2 separate regions of the Zea mays genome follow, and region 1 is linked to region 2. The links are chromatin contacts, called in public Hi-C maps. All regions are on one chromosome and are shown on one strand. Each heading gives the region's core, a stretch centred on a gene start, on an enhancer-like site or on the middle of the called end of the contact. The rest is flanking DNA. Distances are from core to core; before and after follow the strand shown.

What was found. Hi-C and Micro-C count contacts between places; a contact is called where the count stands out from the background.
Region 1: a Hi-C map of ear shows a contact between it and region 2, with 2.6 times the contacts expected there. The contact joins the promoter of LOC100191178 here to the enhancer-like site in region 2. A contact is called at or near these places in 2 of 25 Hi-C or Micro-C datasets (ear and tassel).

Annotation. Positions count from the first base shown.
Region 1 is chr10:33,934,946-33,940,107 of Zm-B73-REFERENCE-NAM-5.0, forward strand. LOC100191178 reads left to right here and starts at 2,247. Exons shown (of 5, transcript NM_001136613.1): 1 at 2,247-2,681; 2 at 5,024-5,154. The coding sequence starts at 2,402.
Region 2 is chr10:33,740,585-33,745,732 of Zm-B73-REFERENCE-NAM-5.0, forward strand. No RefSeq gene overlaps it. Among protein-coding and RNA genes, the nearest start is that of LOC103642369, 63 kb to the right of the region's middle. Within about 2 kb of position 2,772, at least 17 of the 20 cell types and tissues checked have an H3K27ac peak or open chromatin away from gene starts, as enhancers often do. A contact at or near this core is called in ear and tassel, where this site is marked.

The DNA of each region.
Region 1 (5,162 bases), core at 997-3,496, 190 kb after region 2:
GTCTTCCTACATATCTGAATATGCCTCACTCATCCGCCCGAGTTACCGTCGGGGGTTTAGCCTATCAGGTGATCACAACCGTTCTGCCCGATATGCTCGTGCTCCCATAGCACTTAACTCGGGCATTAGCCTTCGCCGGCTCAGATTGGGCTTGCCTGGCCTGGTTGCACTCGGCCGACCCATCTATAGGATGACCCAGGAGGAGACCTGCCAGGCGGCCCAAGACGCAATTCAGTGTGCATGAGGACCCGGAGGATATCCATCCCCCAGAGTCCCCCTCGGCCTTATATACACGACAAGAGAGTTATCCATTTACAAGTTGTACATCCCTCAAGTGCTTACAACTGCCCCACTCGAGATATCAGTGCTTCATTTGCTTACAACGTCAGTCTTTGTCTTCTTGGATCAGGCTCGCCCGACCCGGCTATAACCGTTGGTCCATCCCTATGAACGAACCAACGAGAGGCCCATCAGACGGCCCATGTTACGTTTTAGTGTTCACGAGGACCTGAGGATATCTATCCCCCATAGGTGCCCCTACGCAAAGGGTAGCCCACGCGAGGGCCAAGCACCACGGTCGAGTAACTCTGTAGAGAGTCGTGGGCCTTCTCCACGCGCAATTGGTGCTCCTCTTCTGGCTCCTCTCGGACTCTCCCTGTCATGTCCACTATCGAGCTTCCGGCTGAAACGCCACATGCCACGTTCCCTTCTTTACACGGTGTCGGCCATGACAAATCTCGGTTGTCATTGTCTCACAATACTGTCGCCCCACTCGGTAGAATTAGAACGGCTCACACAAGAGCCGAGTGGTTTTGTAGGTTTTTATAAACTCACTCAACTAACTAGGATTCACCTAGAGCAAGCGCATAAGCGTTCTAACTAACCTAAGCACTTCGCAAAGCACCTACGCTAATCACCGAGTGATTCTATTAAGAACTTGGGTGTTTGGGCAATTGAAAATATCTACAACATGTGTTGGTATATTGATTGGGCTCCCACACCTTCAAATGGCTGGTTGGGTGAAGTATATATAGACCCCAACTCAAATATAGCCATTGGAGAAAAGTTGTTGCTCTCTGCGGCACACCGGATAGTCCGATGCCCTGTCTGGTGCACCAATAGCCGTTGGATCTAGCAGGTGACCATTGGCGCTGTCAGCCTTGCACCGGACAGTCCGGTGTCACACTGGACAGTTCGGTGGCTCTCCTCCATATTGTCACCAGGAACTAGTCATTAGGCTACTGTTCCCTGATGCACTGGACAGTCCGGCAGTGTGGCACCGGACAGTCTGGGGTGCCACCGGACAGTCCGGTGCTCTGGGCTGGACGGTCCGCCAGTGGCAACACTTTCTTCTTGTCTTGGACTTTGCTTGATACTCGTTGATCTTCACATATGGTCTTCTTAATGTCTTCCTTTGAGGTTTTGCTTCCTCAATGCCTTAGTCCAAGTCGTTTTAGCATCATACTACAAACACAAACACTATCAATCACATTAGTTCACGGGCTATGTTGATAATCAAACATCAAAATCAATTAGTCAAATGGGTGAGGTCCATTTTTCTTACATATCCGACGGCTGTCACTAGGGCCGTAGGACTTAACTGTTACTTTCGACGGCTACTAGGTACCGTCGGATATAACATAACTGTCGACGGTTTCTTACAAAGTCGTCGTACATTTCCTGTTTTATTGTTTTGGGGAGGGGCTGGTCAGTTGCAGTGACGATATAGATTTGACGTTGACAAAGATACACGTAGAAAGTAGAATAATTATATTCCACGGTGGCCGTTCCCTGCTTTGTGCACGTTGCTATTTTTTTTTGAAAATATTGTGCTGTTTGGTTCACATATTGGTAACGTAATGGGTAACCGATAACGTTAAATCATATTTGTTTAAGTTAACCGTAATCGATAGTACACTATAAAATGGATACCGCCTTATTTAAATTTGTTATCACCGGTATTCAAGTATGAATCATTATCATTATCATTTACGTTATATTTCGTGAACCCAAAGACACCTACGTGGTTGTGTTATCTTAATTGTCACGTACTCCCAACCACCATGTTCAGTACGAATGTCATGTGGAGAAAGAAGCGTCTAGCTACCTACCTACCCGCACCGAATTGAACACAGTAATACATTCCAATAATCGCGTCACTGTACGTGAAGCAGCGTGTATCACGTTGGATCTAACACTATAAATACCACCAGGCTTCAAGCATCCCTCCTCACTCCAAACTCCAAAGCCAACAAACAGAGCTCCAACTCAGAAAGCATCCGTCCCTTGGCAGCAGCAACAAGCTACTAGCTATGTGTGTTTAGAGCGAGCGAGGGAAAAAAAAGAAAACATCTAAGATATACTCCATCATCTTCGTTTGATTAACCCGCCCAGTAAAGCCATGGGTACTAATGATAGAGCGGTCATTTCTCTGGTACTCCTCGTGTGCATCGCTAGCCGCTCGTCCTTGGGTGCCGCTGAAACTGACGTTGAGCAGAAGCGCTTGTCAGTCCCGTTGATGTTTGTGTTCGGTGATTCGCTGGTCGATGTCGGAAACAATAACTTCCTGCCGCCGCCTGCACCCCGTGCTGCATCTCCGTACGGCATCGACTTCCATGCTGGCACCGCCGGCGCCGTCTCAGGACGGTTCACGAATGGCTACAACCTTGCCGATTTAGTCGGTATACACATATATATATTTACTACATGCATTTATATATCTATATGCATGCGCATGTTTTCTTTTTTTGTCATGGATATGGATATTCTTTACAAATGCTAATGAAACTGCACTCTGGCTGTTCAAATCCTAAACCATATATTGCTTTTTATGTTTAGTGTGTCACTGTAAGATTATATGTAGCAACGACATCACTTTTTTTCATGCATCACATGTATATATGGCTTCCATACGTGTATATATCTTGATTGTTATTTTCGTATGTAGGGATGTTTATGTAATACTATAGTACATTGGACTTCACAGATCCAAGACACTACAAAGTAAAAGAATCAAATTTATATTTTCTAATTAATAGGGACACATACACATGTAGGGCCGGAGTCGTATTTGTAAATAAATGGTCAGATAGTCTCTAGATAAAAACAACTACCACTACCGGAATTCAGCTCTTTGCCGAATATCAAATGATTTGTCGAGTGTTTTTTCCGGCGAAGAGTTTCTTTGCCGAGTGTGTTTTTGACTTGGGGCAAAGAGTTTATTTGCTGAGTGTTTTTTTGACACTCGGCAAATAGTTTTTTGGCAAGTGTTTTATTTTGGACATTAGGTAAAGTGTTTTTTTGCCGAGTGTTTTTTAACACTAGTTAAAGACAATTTAAAAATCACATTTTAAAGCAGTAAATTAATTCAAATAAAAAAGTTTTCAACTACAAATTTGTATAACTCATCAAGATGTACACTTTATATTTTGATCATTTCTTCATATGACAAAATAAAAGAAAATTTGTTTCATTAAACCTATATCTCTCGTAGTTTATGAAACTACAAAAGACATGTACAAGATTTGTGAATAATGTTAGAACCATCATGTGATACGAACAAATGACCAAACAACCAAAATAAACTTTGTAGATCTTGAGAAGTTATAGAATTTTGTAGTTGGCAACGTTTTCATTTGAAGTCATCTTGTCAACGAAAACTACGTCTGAATTTTTAAAAATTTAAATTTAAATTTTGAAAACGACCTCGAATGTAAAAACCACTAACATAAAAGTTGTAGGTCTTGAAAAGTTATGAAACTTTGTAGTTGACAATGTTTTAGTTTGAAACCATCTTGTCATGCAAAACTCTATTTGGATTTTAAATTTTGAATTTTTCAAACTATCTCAGATAAAATGTTTTGTTGTTCTCATAATTTAAAATGTTTTGCTGTTTTTTGATTTTTTTGCGATTCTTAATTTGACGAGTGCTTTTCTTTGCCGAGTGTTTTTTGATACTCGGCAAAGTATTTGCCGAGTGCCCGAAAAAAATTAGTCGGCAAAGAACCATTTACCGATAAAATGTTTGCCGAGTGTAACACTTGGCAAAGACTTTGTCGAGTATATAATGCCCTTTGCTGAGTGTCTGGGACACTCGGCAAAGAAGGTGAGTCCGGTAGTGTAACTCACTTGATCATATTAAGAAAAGCGAGTATCCTAAAACATCTAATTGATTAATAGACACCGGTAACAAAAAATGACAACTAACAGAGATGGTCATTATTGCAAAGCACCCGCCTTTAGGAATTAGCCAAGTATTAACAGACACGGACGTTTTAAGAGGTTCAACTTTACAAATAATTGTATAAAAATAATTCATAACTTTTTATATTAAGCTCCATAAATACGAACATTATATAAAATGTAGTTTTCCATGCGGTCTACAACTTTGTAGTTGGGAAGTTATTCGTGGAAAACTGTTTACATATATATATATATATATATATATATATATATATATATATATATATATATATATATATATATATATGCTAAAATAATGTCATTTTAAGTTCTCAGACGATGTTAAAGCTAAAAAGTTTCAATCAACCTCAAATATTGACATGGACTACAGCAAAGCTCTGTTCTCAAATATAGCCCATAAAATTATAGCTGAAAGTTGTTAATTTAGACTTGTTTAGAGTCCAAAATGTGTTTTACTTTTCTAGGTTTTGAAATTTTCAAAGAACGTACATTGAATGTTCACATGATATGGTTAATATACCGAAGTTGTGGCGTGGCTAACCTGATCTACGAGCATGTTATTCATAAGTTCTTGTGAAGTTGCTTAGAGTCTCAAATATTAGTTTTAAACTCATATATGAGGTCTAGCTAATTTTTTGTTTTTGTTTTTTGGAAAAAAACAAACATTCTCTAATGGGAGATAGGTCCTACACCAAAATTGTATGATAAGATTTAGAACTTTATAGTTAAAACGTTTTTATTATATGTATACAGCTGCCATGCATGAGCAACAATCAGTTATAGCAATTCCAAAAAGAATGTTTATTATATGCATGTGCAGCGCGACGTCTGGGGTTCAAGATGAGTCCACCTGCTTACCTCTCGTTGACACCGGTATCAAAGTTTGACCTGTTCACGTGCCGAATTGGTGCCAATTACGCGTCTGGCGGATCTGGCATTCTCAACACCACGGTATATAT
Region 2 (5,148 bases), core at 1,522-4,021:
GCCGTTGGGGTTCGACTGTTGGAGCCCTGACAAGTGGGGCCACAGGACAGTCCGGTGGTGCACCGGACAGTCACTGTTCACTGTCGGGTGCGCTTTCTGGCGCCTGCTCTGACTCTGCGCGTGCAGTCCGCACTGTTCACTGTAGCTGTTGCAGACGACCGTTGGCGCAGTTAGCCGTTGCTCCGCTTGGCACACCGGACAGTCCGGTGCTACACCGGACAGTCCGGTGAATTATAGCGGAGTGGCTCCCCAAATTCCCGAAGCTAGCGAGTTGGAGTTGATCCACACTGGTGCACCGAACACTGTCGGTGGTGCACCGGACACTGTCCGGTGGCACACCGGACAGTCCGGTGCGCCAGACCAGGGCAGCCTTTGGTTGCTTTGCTCCTTTTTTTTGAACCCTCTCTTTTAACTTTCTATTGGTTTATTGTGAAACTTTGGCACCTGTAGAACTTATAATCTAGAGCAAACTAGTTAGTCCAATTATTTGTGTTGGGCAATTCAACCACCAAAATCAATTAGGAAAATGTTTTAGCCTATTTCCCTTTCAAAATGTCAGGTTGTTCATCAACACTACCAAACTGTGCATGTGCATCTGATGAATTAGACATATTCTCATGGTCACTTACATTGTTATCATCGGCGTTGATATCAACATGTTCTTCTTCTCTAGATTTCTCATTGGTTGGTTCCTCTGTCCCCACGAGAACTATTGCCAACGCAAACGCATCATTTGGATTCGTCGAAGCACTAGCATTGCTCTTGAAAAACTTGTCAATAGCTCCTCTCTATGAGTCTATGAGATCATCCACACGTTTTTCCTTTTCCTTTTTTCACTTCCAGATGGATATCTTCTCGATGACATGATTACACAAAGCACTGAAAATAAAAAAGATATATATCACAAATTGAATGATAACATAAGAATGACTATACATATCTAAATAGTGTGGTTATTATTATTAATCAGTTATCTTAAATTTGTTAATTAGATTAAGCCAACAATAAGCCAACAATCAGTTACCTTAAATAGCTCGCAGGACGCAGGACCACGCAGGGAGGGATCGCCGGATCCGCGAACGGCGATCGTGATCACCTGATCGGTGATCCGGTGGCGGTGATTGACTGATCGGCTCGGCTGATCTGAATATCTGATTGCCAACCGCTAGGAGGAGCCCAGGACGCGGGACTGCGGGAGCGGCCGAGCGGACGCCAGGCAGGCGATTAGGCGGGCGGCACCGCGGCAGGCGAAGGCGAACGATCGGTCGATCGCTATAGCCTATAGGCTGCAGGGTCCGTGAGTCCGTCCGTGGAATATTTTTGATGGGGTGGGGCCCACTAGCTTTGTGGGGCCCGGTGCGGTGGCACCGCTTGCACCCCCAGGGCCGGCCCTGGGTTTTTGTATGAACTGGTACAAAGGTTACGTCTTTTAGTACCGGTTCAAGTCAACTAGTCCTAAAGTCATCTCTTTAGTACTAGTTCATACAATCGAGACTAAAGATCGAGGTCTTTAGGTACCGGTTGGTAGTCCCGTATTGTAGCCAGTTCCTAACCGATATAGATTTTGCATTTTGCAGCAGTGAATCTATTATCTATGTTGTGGTTATGGTGGATAATCCTCGCTGGTTACATGGACCAAAAAAATAAAGACCCGAAAAGTCACCAAGATATCCTGTTTTTGTTATTTTTCATATATATATAAACTTTGCAGAAAGTTTGGAGCGTGTTGCACGCCCAAAATTAAGTGCACTTCCAAGAAAGCATGTCATGCGTACAGACTATCTAGCAATTAGCATTGTATAAAATTAACCACAGCCACAGCAGCAGTCCCCAAGTGGCTCTTTATCAACCACTTTGTTCTTAATCTTTTCTCTTCTGCCAAAATCATAAATCTTTATGAGCATCGCATGTCCCTAATATTCCCAATTCCCTAGCAGATCCAGCGCGTGAAGAAAGGCAAACTATAGAGTTGGAAAGCATAGGCCACCGTGCATTCTTAGAGCAACTTTATTAGGGGACTCTTTATATCCTTTCTAATAGCTAGAAATATAGTTTTTTTAAAAAAAAATACTAACAATCTTTTTAAATAGTCATCCCAATATACTTGTTTTCTATTAATATGGACTTCATTAATCAAAGATAGAAAATGACAATAACTATAAGAAATATAGAGAAAAGTTTATGGATAGTGAAAAAATATAGAAGACAGTTTTTATGTAAATAACACTATAAATGATATTATAAATAGTGAAATTTAGAAAAGCTCTTGCTCTCTATCCTAAGATTATGATCAAGATCGACTTTGGATTCCCAATTCCTTCTCCTTGAAGTAACCAGAGCCCGTACCACTAAAGCCAGAAAGTGTAACTTCAATTCCGCAAATACACATCTGCTCAACACGTTCTCTATTTCGTCAACACACTTTTGTTCTACTAAACTAGCACTTGAAGATGTAGCCGTACCGTATCAACTTAACCTTTCGGCTGTGCAGTGGGCCCATGCCAAAATCCCTGTTGCAAAGCTCAGATAACAGACTTTGAGAAAGATCCAGCGGTCACTGACGAGTGACGACGTCACATTCCAATCTGACGTGGCCATATCTAATTGTGCTGCTAAGCACATCCAAGTGTCCAGCGTGTCGCTGTCCACAACACGGAACCTCCTGACGTGCCGTGCGTAGGTCACATTTCCGATCCCGGCCGTCCACACCTCGGCACCTGTCCCAACTCCCAACTGTGCAGTGGGCCCACGCCGACCACGCGCCATGTCATGTGCGAGATATTTCCGGGGTGGGCGGGTTGCCGACTCCGGATGCCTGGGGTTGCGGGACCGTCGGTCGTCGGCGCTGAGGCCTTTCCGCCATGTGTCGGCATTCGGCAACAGCAGCAAAGGAGGATGGAGCAGAGGAGCAGACACGGTTCATACACGGAATGGCTATGGGCCGTACTGTCAGCATCACTTTCCCAACTACTCAGGAGGCGGGCGTCCAAGTCAGCCGTGGCGGCAAGACAACCGGAGAACACTCAAGAGTCACGAGCACAAGAAAATGGGCCGGCGAGTAAGAAGGCCGAATTCGAGGATTGAGGGCCCTGAATGGGTCGTGTAAACAGACTGGCACTGATTGTATAAGCGGCAACCAGGTTAGAGATGACAATACGTAAATACTCATCGAATATTACTATCTCATACACACCCTCGAGAATAAATAATCATGTCGAGCCACCCATATCTACGGGTAGATATGAATTTATCCCCATACTCATACCCATGTGGTATGGGCACTCATCGGGTCGCCCGTACTATCACACCTGGATTTAAGGGCAAACTCGGGCGCGAAACAAATATGTGCTAGTATCAAGTCTCATACATATGATAACTCATGGTATAGAAATGAATGTCACATCTTTATTATATAGTTGAGGTTCTGTACAAAATAGCTAAATAAATACATCATATGAAGACAACGATCTTTCGCAACCATAGTTGACTGGGAGACGACGACCTAGACCTCTCATGAACTCATCACGCCATCCTTCATGTTGCTTATCTTGCGGTACCTGTCCATGACCGGGGGTTAGTACAACAAGGTTGAGCTCGCATATGTTCGTCACTCAACAAGTTGTAGGGAATAATATGCATGAGCTCACTTACGACGGGGCTCATGTAAAGTGTAAGGCTCATTAACAAATAGGGTTAAGCCTGAGCATTTCTTTTAATAAGTTGGTCAAAATTTTAGTTGCAGTTACTAAGTATAAGTAGATATCATTCCAATAAAATAAGAGATCACAATTAATAATAAATCCAACAATGCAATGCATATGACAAATTAAGTTTAATTTCATAAGTTATTCATGTGAGGGTCTGAGCCGCTCTTGACCGTGAGTACTGCTGATATATCAGTTTTACACTCTGCAGAGGTTTCACAACTTTACCCACAAGACATGTTTCCCGTTTAGCCAGGGTTTGCGAGACCCTTAGACACTCCCAAGGTGAATGGCTAGGGATCCACTGCGAGGCCTGTCGGGGACCATAATTAGGGGTACCCCCAAGACTCCTAATCTCAGCTGGTAACCCCCATCAGCACAAAGCTGCAAAGGCCTGATGGGCGCGATTCCAGTCAAGGCTTCATCCACACAAGGGACACGATCTCGTCTCACCTGAGCCCAACCTCGGGCAGGAACAATAGACCAAGGCAGATTCACGCCTCGCCCGGGGGTCTCCTCAAACAACGGACGCACCTTCGACTCGCCCGAGGCCCAGCTCGGGCAGGCTTCGCGGAGAAGCAGCCTTGGCCAGATCGCCACGCCAACCGACCGTATCGCAGGAGCATTCAATGCAAGGATCGTCTGACACCTTATCCTGACGCACGCTCCTCAGTCGACAAGGCCGCAGTGACCGCAGTCACTTCGCCGCTCCACTGACTGACCTGACAGGAAAACAACGCCGCCTGCCCTGCTCCGACTCCTGTGCCACTCGCCAGAGTGAGGCCGACAACAGCTAAGTCCAGCCTCGGGCGCCATAGGAAGCTCCGCCTCGCCCGACCCCAGGGCTCGGAATCAACCTCGACGCCAGAAGACGGTCTCCGCCTCGCCCGACCCCAGGGCTCGGACTCAACCTCGACGCCGGAAGACAGTCTCCGCCTCGCCCGACCCCAGGGCTCGGACTCAACCTCGACGCCGAAAGACGGTCTCCGCCTCGCCCGACCCCAGGGCTCGGACTCAACCTCGACGCCGGACGACGGTCTCCGCCTCGCCCGACCCTAGGGCTCGGACTCAGCCTCGACCTCGGACGACGGTCTCCGCCTCGCCCGACCCCAGGGCTCGGACTCAGCCTCGACTCTGGAAGACGGTCTCCGCCTCGCCCGACCCGAGGGCTCGGACTCAGCCTCGACCTCGGAGGAGTCACCACCTCGCTCGACCTCGGGCTCGAACCGACCACGTCACAGGAGGGGCCATCATTACCCTACCCTTAGCTAGCTCAGGCTATGGGGAACAAGACCGGCGTCCCATCTGGCTCGCCCCAGTAAAACAAGTAATGATGGCACCCCGCATGCTCCATGACAACGGCGGTTCTCAGCCCCTTACGGAAGCAAGGAGACGTCAGCAAGGATCCGATAGCCCCGACAGCTGTGCTTCCACAGGGCTCAAG